Linked DNA regions of Anas platyrhynchos: region 2 is linked to region 1. The links are chromatin contacts, called in public Hi-C maps. All regions are on one chromosome and are shown on one strand. The core of a region is the stretch at or near the end of the contact, and the rest is flanking DNA. Distances in the headings are between cores, read along the strand shown. Region 1 overlaps RABGAP1 (RAB GTPase activating protein 1). Region 2 holds the start of CRB2 (crumbs cell polarity complex component 2).

Region 1 (5,162 bases), core at 1,198-3,697:
ACTGCGGACACGCCGCAGAGTGGCTTTGCAGGGTCAGCACATCTCCTGTCCGGGTTTCTTGCTAGGGTGAGAGCGTGGAGACTGGGCTCACTGTGCATGTAATACAGTGGCCTTTTGAGCATCTGCACTGGGACATGCCTTCAGCATCCTTGGAAGGTTCTTTAACAGGTCATACAGCTGGCTTGTCAGGCATGAGTGGATACAGAGCCTGCCTATCTGCACTGATTGTCACTGTAAGGGCACTACCCAACTTCTATTACTTTGGAATTTTGTCTAATGCTCCAAAATAGTATAAATTAACTTTTTTTTTTTTTTTTTTTTTGTAATATTATTCTTAGGAATACATTCCTGATCTCTATAACCACTTTCTGGACATTAGCCTTGAAGCACACATGTATGCTTCCCAGTGGTTCCTTACATTGTTCACTGCAAAATTCCCTCTCTACATGGTCTTCCATATTATCGACTTACTCTTATGTGAGGTACGTGTTATAATTGGAGGTTTGTACTACTAGTAACTTTTGACAGTTTTTTACTATCTTGGTTCATGTCCTTGTTACTATCTGTTCTTTCAGAGCTAGGCAAGTGATACTTATTTTTATGTAGAAGTGTTACGTTTTTGCAGTGAAAAAGAGATCTCAGCATTTTAAAGGTATGAATTGGGAACATATGTGATTATAATATCCCATTTCATTGAATACTGTTTAATCTGTATGTATAATTCCATACAGTGCTCATGGAATGGAAATTAATTTACAAATATGTGGATGAAAGATTCCAAATTTATTTGGTGGTTAAATTGTATTATAGATGATACCATTTTTTTGTAGAACACTGTTGCAAGAAGGCCATTGCATATAAAATTTCTCAGCTAACTTCTGTGCTGGTAACCTCACAAGCTTGGAGCTCTTTTTCCAGGAGACTTGAAGTCTCCTTATACTTCCCAGCATATAAGGAGGAAAGCAAATTCTTTACTTCGAGGTTTTGCACATAATCATGTTTAAAACAGTATATTTGGTGGTATGTTGGTAAGTAGTGTAGTTTCAGTTGGAGCTTATTAAAATATATGAACAATTCACATTTTGTACTGAAGCATCCCTGAGCTAACTAATGATTTACTTTTATACTTGCTGATTAATATTATTCATGCATTCTTCACCAGATCTGCAGTTGCTGCTGTGAAGTGGCACAGTTTATCTGCATTCCCTACACGGAGGGGTTTCAGCATTCATAAACCTCCTGGTCAATGTTTTTACCCTTTCACTGTTATCTGTCTGCTGCTTGATTTGTCCATGTGCCAATGAAACAGAAAGTAACAGATGGTATCTAGAAAATCAGTTTTATTTGTTTAGAAACACATTTTAAATTCATAAATAGTAAATGTGTTCATAGTGAAGGCTCAGGGGTTTCTTTGTCATTTAGAAAAAATAATTCATTGGGGAAGAGAAAGACAATCTTGAAACAATATCAGCAATGTGTCTCGATTTTTGAAGGTACCACTTAAGTTGCATGCTGCTGTTGACTTTTCATAATTAATTGCTCAATTTAAATAAAACACTTCTAAAAAGTAGTGGCAAAGGTTAGATGATGTAGGACTCTGTCCTAAAGTGATGACTTTCTTTGTCATTAATGACTTTCTTTGTCATTAAAAGAATTATTCCAGGTTTTGAATACCAGAAATTGATGTATTCATGCATATATTGCTGCATATGATTCCAGTATTTTCTGAAGTTGCTATATGAAAACTAAGGGACCTTGAGCTGACCGACTAGTCATTAAAAATAAAGTACAGTGCTCTCATCATTCTGGAGTTTCAAACTACTAAGGAGACAGTAAAACCTGTGCTGAAAGATTGGTTTGCTATCACATAATGGCAATCCAGTAAAATACCTTCCTCATTTTTTGCAAAGTCATTCTCAGGGCCTTTGATTTCATGTAGTACCTGTAGTTACCTACATGTGTAAACTTGTATCCTGGTTTTCAACTTCACAAAAACTAGACGAACAACAAAACCCACCAAATAACTAGAGTTGTAAATACTGAGAAATTAATTTATCTTGTTATTATTTTTCTCTTTAGGGAATAAGTGTTATTTTTAATGTTGCACTGGGATTATTAAAAGTGAGTATCCAATTTTTAAAGTGTTTTATGCTACATCATGCACAGTATCAAAACTTAAGATGTTTATTAAAAACTATTTAATAATAATAATTATTATAATAATATATATATTTAAAGCTAACAACTTCCTGTATTACATATGCTGTTGTGTGGCTTGCTCAGTGCAGCAGGGTGCTTTTGGGGGATGGGGTGGCAGGGAATAGAAGGTTGCAGAAATAGAAACAAACAGAGTTTTTAGAAGGTTAAAAAGTAAATATGTTCTTGGGAGCTTTACAAAACTGTTGTTGCGTTGTCTCTGGGAATTCAGTATTTGTTCAAAATCTGCTTTGCAATTACTGGGTCTTCTGTCCTTGTCTCCAGACTACCAAGGATGATCTGTTACTGACTGACTTTGAAGGGGCATTAAAATTCTTCCGTGTACAGCTGCCCAAGAGATACCGTTCAGAGGAAAATGCAAAGAAGCTGATGGAATTAGCCTGTAATATGAAGGTAAAGATGTGGTGATAGCAATTGTGACTATGTCTTGAATGGGTACAATTTCAGTCTCCATATGTAACTTCACAATTTATTTGTCCAAGTGAAAATAACTGCAGATTTTTTTGCAGTGAAATACAGTAAAGCCCTGAGATTTTCAGTGATAGAGGCCCACATGGAGAAATAAGAGACTGGCTTTCAGAGAGCAATATTTAGTGCTACTAAAATCAGGCTTAAAAACAAACAAACAAAAAACAACACAACAACAACAAAAACGCCACTAATGGCACTAAAATAAAATACTGACATAGCTGCAGTTCTTTTAAGTTCTCGTCTAGTAGTAGGTGCAAAAAGGGTAGTATCTTTAACTGAGAAGAAGGGGGGAGGTTTTATTTAAAATGGAGTATATAATGCACAAACAAAGTGTTATCTTTCAGAGTGTGGCTATTTTTAATTGGGCACACGTGATACTGTAATAAAAAAAATACTGAGAATGGTTAGCCTTATGACTTACAGAACAGAAAACGTGTATCATGGGAAAATATGTCATCTCTGATCCTTCTAGGAGCCTTCTTTTGGACAGAATAGAAGCTAGAGTTCAGTATGTACTGTAGACTGGAGAGATGTTGTCCCAGAAATTTTCTCTCTGTAAATGAATTAATCTCAATAGTTCCTGTTTTCTGAGATAATTTATTCGGAGAGCTCTGTGGGCTTCCTTGCGTGTTTGAATTGCTGAGGTACACCGTGGAGTTCTTTTGTTTGATGTTTTTTGTTACATTTCAGTTGCCCATTAAGCCCTATTTATTAAGTATAACTACATGAAATGAAAGTTCTAGCCTTTGACATTAAGACTTTAGTTATATACATCAAGTATTGCATTATCTTGTAGCTGAAAGTCAATTGCTTTTATAATCAATAATACTCTAGCTAAAGCTTTATATTGGCATTTTGGAATAGGCCCTTAAAATAGAATTTCAGAATGAAGTTACTGTAAGAAATGTATCGTTTCCTCTTTATAGACGGGATAATTGAGTTCTAAAATGGAACTTTGATAATTTATTTTGTATATTTTAAGGAAGCTGTGATTCTTTCTTTATAATTTCACATAGATTAATGTATGGTCAAATATACTGGTATGATTCTTTTTTTTTTGTTTTTATATTTCTTTAAATTCACTGGAGGAATTCTTTTGTAGCGTCAGTTTATAAGTACACATCTTCCCTAGTATGTTAACATTCAAGACATCAAGTAGCGATATTCTCCATAGAATTCAAGTATGTCTTAAATGACACTGGTGTAGAAATTAGGAAATAATTGAGAAGTAAGCAAACTGTTTTAGCTCATCCAAACATTTGATGTTAGCCACAGATTAGACATTGCATATACATCTGGTTAAGATCGTGTAATGGGTGCATTTGCTTTTCATGTTTCCAAATAACTTGTTCCTCTTCCCACTCTGCCAAATTTCCCTTCGTTCTCAGTGCTGTGTGAAGTAGTTAAGGCAAACAGTCAAGGTCGTACACTGCTTTCTTGAGTGCTTCATGTTTTCAGGGGATTAAATGGAAAGTTATGGAGAAAGTGCAGGCTGCACTGCTCTGTGCAGGCTCTGCACAGATGCTGCACACTTCTGTATCTCATCCATGTTTGTTGCCTCTGATTGGAGTGCTGCATGTAATAGCCTTCTTTGACTTAAAATACAAGTCCTTTGCTGTCAGTAGAAATATCCAGCTCTGTGTCTGGAAGTGTTTTTGAGCAGAAAAGGGTCTGATGTCAAAATAAATCATTTATAGGAAGGGAGAAGTAGCTTGGCTAAGGCATTGTGATTACAACAGCATTCTGCTGAAAAGGAGGTCAGTAAATGATGAGCTTGAGACAACACTAATTCCTTAAAGTCACTCCTCAGTGGTGCAGTCAAATGTTAACAGAATTACTGCTGCCTTCTGTGCCCCTGGAGAACTGGTGGGACTCCAGCGTTCGTTTCTGCCTTCCATCACCACACACACCCAAAGGCCTTGCAGACTCCCAGAGCACGGCACCCCCTCGGGCTCCAGAGTCAAGAACCAGTGACAACAGCAAATGTTCTCGTGATCACCTCGCTATTAGTATCTGGAGGCAAAACTGGTTTAATGCACTCAGAAAAGTTGAAGATGAAATCATAGTGGTGTGACTTCCTTCTCTTCCTCTTGCACAGCTGGATGCCTCACTTCAAAGAGCTAACCTTTACACAGCTTGAGGTTTGGTGTATGAAACCCAGCAATTTGGGCAGTGTTTTGGCAGAGCAGTGACATAACCTCCTGAAGTTACTGGCTGTATCGTCAGTAGGGTTAATACTCTCAGTATTTGTCTGGGCTGCTTAGTAAGAATAACTTCTGCGCTTGTGATGGGGCTGGTTGACTCTACTTAGATGGGTTGGCTTCTCCAAAAAAATGTCACCTGAAGTACATTCAGCGAAATGTTTCTGTGCAACTCTCACTAGGGGGAGCCTACCTACCAGTTATCTACAGCTCATTTCAAGTAAGAGTGTTAGTGATTAAAAAAAAAAACAGATAAGGGAAATTAAAGTGTGC
Region 2 (5,162 bases), core at 1,355-3,854, 91 kb after region 1:
GTCACCAGCTGGGGCTCACCCAAACACATGGGTATTTCTAGGTAGAAGCTTCCTCCGGTTCCAAGAAATTCAGTCCTAGATTCCTACCTTCCATTTAGCCCGTGAACCCTTGGGAGCAAGACCTGGTGCTTCCTCAGCATCCTCTTTGGGAGGAGACGACAATACTGTCGATAGTTCAATAATAGCGATCGGCGTGGACGAACGGCCCTTTTATAAAACAGGAGTAAGAAACTTTGCCAGAACAAAAGATTCTACGAGGAATGCGAAAACAGCACTAGACTTGTGCTATCAACGACAAGATAATGAGAAACGGAAAACAAAATATTAAAACCTGACCATTAGCGATCAGTACCCGCTCTTTTCCCTATTCCTTCCTTCATTCTACACTAATGTGAAGCAGAAAAAATGATTGGAAAGTTCCAGAGAGACAAAATGACACACGCCAAGAACTTCCAGAGTCCAACTTCCTAAAAATGACCAGGAATGTAGTACAAGTCACAGCCAGCCCGTTTGCTGACACGGCCTTCTACTACTTCTTCTGCAGACTGGCAGGAAATAACCTCAACCCATCCTTTACACATTTTTGATGGCCCATCTAAGAGGCAGACTATCCAAATTCTTGGAGAACTCTTCTGCTTTCTGAGAGGCTGCAAGCAACCAGCACACACTTATAAAGGAAAACACCAGTACAACCTCTACGGACACAGCCAGGCCTTACTCCTTCCCTCAGATATTTTCAAGGCCTCCCCCTGTCCCCCAGCACAGGCAGCACTTTTCCATCGTCACTCCCTTGCTGCAAACCCCAGGCCCTCTCTGCCTCCTCAGTTGCTTCCTTTGGGTCTCCCAAAGAGAGGTCATCACATCCTCAAAAACAAAATACAGTGAGACCGAAGTTTTCAGAGTCCTTCCTTCCCTGTTCTTTCCAAGAACAGAAAATCATTCTGCACGAGTGAAGGAAGTGAGGTTAACTTTCTGCCTTTACTGGGTTTTAGACGCTTGCCAGGACACACGGCTCTGTAAGCACAACTATTTTGACTTACGTGCCAGTGGTGCAAGCACTTTTTAGAACTGGAGATCTGAAACACCTTACGTCACGTTACGACCACCTGACAACAGCATGCACTTCAGTCTTCCCTCACCTTAACCACGCTCAGAAGCGTTAAGTCTTCTGTAAGAAATACCCGAAGCCTCGTACTGAAAAAGAAAGGTCTGTAGGACACAGCCACGCAAATTCAGACCCATCCCAACTCCACCATTTTACCAGCCCTTCCAACGCTCTGCTCCGTGCACGGACTCTTTGGAGCAGGACATTCTCCCCGTCCCTTCTGGGATCGCACAGCACCGTGGGATCACCAGGGAGCCCTTTGGCCGGGCAGCGGGCACGTCCAGCCCCATACAGAACTGGCGTTCTGCCCCCCTGGGGACCCTCCAGCGGATCCCCAGCCTCGGCACTTCTCCCCTGCACACCAAGCAGCGGCTCCACAGCCCCCGGTGCGGGGCGAAGCCAGGAAGGGGAATAAAAGGTAACAAACCCCGACCCGACCCCGACCCCAACCCCAGCGCGGGGCAGGGCGCGGGCGGCTCCTCCCGCACCCCGCGGGGCTGCGGCGCTGGGGGGGCCCCGGGGACGCTCCGGGGGGGCCGGGACCGGGCTCCCCCCCCGCCCCCCCCGGTGCCCGTTGGCCCCGCGCCGCCCCCAGCCCCCCCCCCGCGCTAACGGCCCCTCCCTCACACCTCCCCCCCCACCCCAACGGTCCCAACGGTCCTAACGGTCCCCACACCCCCCCCGCCCCCCCCCTTCCCTAACGGCCCCGCCGCCCCCGTCCTGCCCTTGCCTGCTGCCCGCAGTGCCCGGTGCAGTGGGCGGAGCGGTGCCCGGCACCCGCCTCCCCTCAGGGTGGCACCGAGCCCCCCCCCCCCCCTCACCACCGGTCCCCCCCCGTCCCCGCTCCCCCCCCCCCTCACCCCGCCGGCCGCCGGCCCCGCCGCAGCCCCCGGCCCGGCCCGGCCCCGTCCGGCTCCTCCGGCTCCGCAGCGGCGAGCGGGGCTCGGGCACGTGACAGCGCCCCGCGCCCCCATAGGCTGCGGCTGCCGGGCAACGTGAGCCCGCCCCCTGCCTGCACCTGAGAGGGAGCCTTACGCCGCCGGCGTAGAGGGATGCCGCGCCGCCGCGCAGAGTGCGTAGCGGAGCCCCGCCGGGCCGCCCGCTCCTCCTCCCCTCCCTCCCTCCCCTCACCGCGGCGGCCTCACGGGGCTGACGTAAAGGTGCTCGACCCGGCCCTACCTGCGGCCGCCGCGCCCCGCGTACCCCGCCTTAGCCCCGGCCGCCGCCCGCGGGGAGCGCTCCCGGCGCCTCAGGGAGCTCCCGCGGCCGTGCGAGGCGGGAGCGGCCGAGCCCGCAGCTCGGTACGCCGCTTGCGTAAAGCCCCTCAAAGAGGGCAGTGTTCCTTACGGAATCTCCGTAACGCCGCCGAGGCGGGCGCTGCACCTGAGAGGCTTCCCGTTGCGCAAGTGGCGTAGGTGCCGGCGTGCCGTGCGCAGGGTACGCAAGCGGCGCGGCGGGGCCTGGCGGAGGCGGCCGCAGGTGCGCGCGGGGAGCCCCGGCCACGGCCCCTCAGAGCGGGGGCGCCGCGGCCCCGCCTCAGGGCGCCCCTGTGAGGGCCGGTCCCGGGCCGTGCCCGTCCCGTCCCCGCCCGGCCGCTCGGCTCGGACAGGGCCCGGCCCGGGGTGAGGTGTGAGGTGAGGCCCCGGCGCTTCCCCAGCCCCTCGGTGGGAGGGAGCGGCCTGCGCTGCGCTGAGGAGCGGGGTGACCGTGCGGGCTGCTCGCCACACGGATCCCGCAGCGGGTGTCAAGCCGTTAAAATCAGGACTTGTGGGTGAGCCTGGGCAGGGTGGGCACCACAAGGAATACAGCGTGCAGTAATACACGTCTTTCTCCTCTAGAAATCAAGACAAAGGCTCACCTTCTCAGTTCAAGTTAGATTTCAGCTGCCCTGTGGTAATTCTTCCCAGCCCCAGACATCTGACGGTTCTAGAGCTCCATCTGCCACGGGCACTAACACAAAGTCAGAGGGAGAGTTCCAGTAATGTGCTTCAAACGCTTCAGAGCAGCGCTAGCGTGCCGAAACCTTTAGGTATGAGGAGGGAAGGTTGGGTCTGGGTTTTTTTGTTTGTTGGTATGCGTGTCAAAGAACCTCAGTGCTTCTGCTTCAACATTCAAATGGCCAATATCATTACATTTGAGTGCCTCAAACGAGGATATTTGACCCATAATTTGTGCAAAAATATTATTTTTTCCTCTCAAGACTTGGCACTCCAGGATCAATGTAAGAGACGAATGTTTCCAGAGCTGTTTGCGCGAGTGCTTCAAAATTTCTGCAAGGTTTTCTAGTTTAAGTGCCTTTCAGGCTCAGCTTTGAACATATTAGTTCATGGCGATTGTACTATGTAATATAATTTCTCACACTTTTCAAAACCAATTTTGCATAGGCTGCAGGGATGAAAGGCAATTGACTGGGGAATGCCATGCCAAACTAATCAACGTGCAACATGCTGTGCTAAAGCAGCCTGTGAGGGAACTTTGGTAAAAGGCGGTAGTTTTTGGAATTCTGCAGTGCTGAAGATAAGCAGTAACGTTCATTCTAAAGAGAAGTAGAAAACACACGTGCATGAATAACTTTACATGTAGTGAGAGGCCTAGCTTGTTCAAACTGAACCGCTGATAGTTTGTAGGCTTCTTTGCAAGGCTGTGGTGTCAAGGGGATGCTAGAACATTATCTGGTATTTTTGAATTTTCCCAGCATCCCCTAAACAACTGAGGGAATCACAAAGGCTGTAGAGACACAGAGACAAAAAATGAGCTGAAGCACTTTGCCAGAGGTAACACGCCCAACTCATGTAGTCTGGGTTAGAATTCCAAGCTGAGTATGGAAAGGAAACTCACAACCTGAGTACTGCACAGCGATTTCGTCTTTCTCCTGAATGGTCAGACTAGCTGAGGGTGGTCTGACTTGTGCTGTGTGGATTTTGTACTGTGACAAGTATATAATGGGTTATAACCAGTTATATGGAAAAACATACCAATCTGAGATGTTAATGAAACATACCGATCTGAGATGTTAATGTAGAGCACACAGAGTAAGTGACTGAACTCCTCTATTTATTTCGGAGACATTTAATATAGAATTAGCTTGTAAAAATATCCATGCCAAGACTGATTTTACAGCTTGCAGATCTCATATGTGGTTATGTTGCGTTCTGTACATCTGATAATTTTATTACCAGAATTAAATAAAAAATAGAGTAAAGGAAGGGGTTGGTATATAAGACCAACAGTTCTCATGGGGACCAAAACCAACCAAACAAAAGCCAGAATAACAGAGGACCTCTTTGCAAGAAGCTGTTGATAGTTACTGATTTTAAGCTTGGAATGAACCAGGCACTGAGATTCTGTGAGGCAGCCCCATGGGACGGTGTACTTGGATGATCCAGCATCAGCTACAAATGCTACATTGAGGACTAAATGGCTATTAGCTATAGCAAAGAGAAAAATCCTACGTGAGCAAGGATGAAATGTAACCTATCAATTTTCAAGTGTCTGGTATTGTTTACAGACAAATGGGCATGTTCACATAGTGCCTGAGGGAAGAGGCATTCTCTTGTTATAACACAGAAAAGAAATCTCTGTTTGAGACTTGCCATTGTCCAGTGACCCAGTTCTTTACAGGTTTCAAATTCTGCCTTCAGACATATGTACCAAAGTTAATGGGATTTGTGCAAAAGTATCTGAGGACAGACTTTGAATTGGAAAAAAAAAAAAAAAAGCTGTTTGAGGCATATATTTTAGAAATCTTCATAAAAAAAAAAACAAACAAACTCTTTATATGTGCAATTAGTTTCTTCAGGTTCTAAGAACTAAAAACAAAAACAACAGAGAATTTGAAAATTAACTTGTTTGACTTTACATCTTTTTAACCTATAAAACCAAATAATTTCATATGCTTAACTTTAATTTCAGTGGGAGTAATGACATTTAATGTGACCGTTTGCATGCTTTGAAGTTTGGCAGTGTCTGAATACTTTCCACACAGGAGACTTGGATTTAGACAGGTGATAAGTTAAAATGATGGTTTGCAACAGCAAAGTATTTTGAAGAAAATACT

Evidence for each region. Hi-C and Micro-C count contacts between places; a contact is called where the count stands out from the background.
Region 2: a contact with region 1 is called in a Hi-C map of F1 follicle, with 2.3 times the contacts expected there. The contact joins the promoter of CRB2 here to the enhancer-like site in region 1. A contact is called at or near these places in 3 of 8 Hi-C or Micro-C datasets (F1 follicle, skeletal muscle and subcutaneous adipose tissue).

Annotation. Positions count from the first base shown.
Region 1 is chr18:12,637,389-12,642,550 of IASCAAS_PekinDuck_T2T, forward strand. RABGAP1 (RAB GTPase activating protein 1) reads left to right here. Exons shown (of 25, transcript XM_027470903.3): 16 at 339-482; 17 at 2,080-2,121; 18 at 2,482-2,610. Among named protein-coding and RNA genes, the nearest start is that of GPR21, 21 kb to the left of the region's middle. Within about 2 kb of position 2,448, at least 1 of the 8 cell types and tissues checked has an H3K27ac peak or open chromatin away from gene starts, as enhancers often do. A contact at or near this core is called in F1 follicle, where this site is marked.
Region 2 is chr18:12,728,196-12,733,357 of IASCAAS_PekinDuck_T2T, forward strand. CRB2 (crumbs cell polarity complex component 2) reads left to right here and starts at 2,605. Exons shown (of 13, transcript XM_072025256.1): 1 at 2,605-2,739. STRBP (spermatid perinuclear RNA binding protein) reads right to left here and starts at 2,112. Exons shown (of 19, transcript XR_005259945.2): 1 at 1,966-2,112.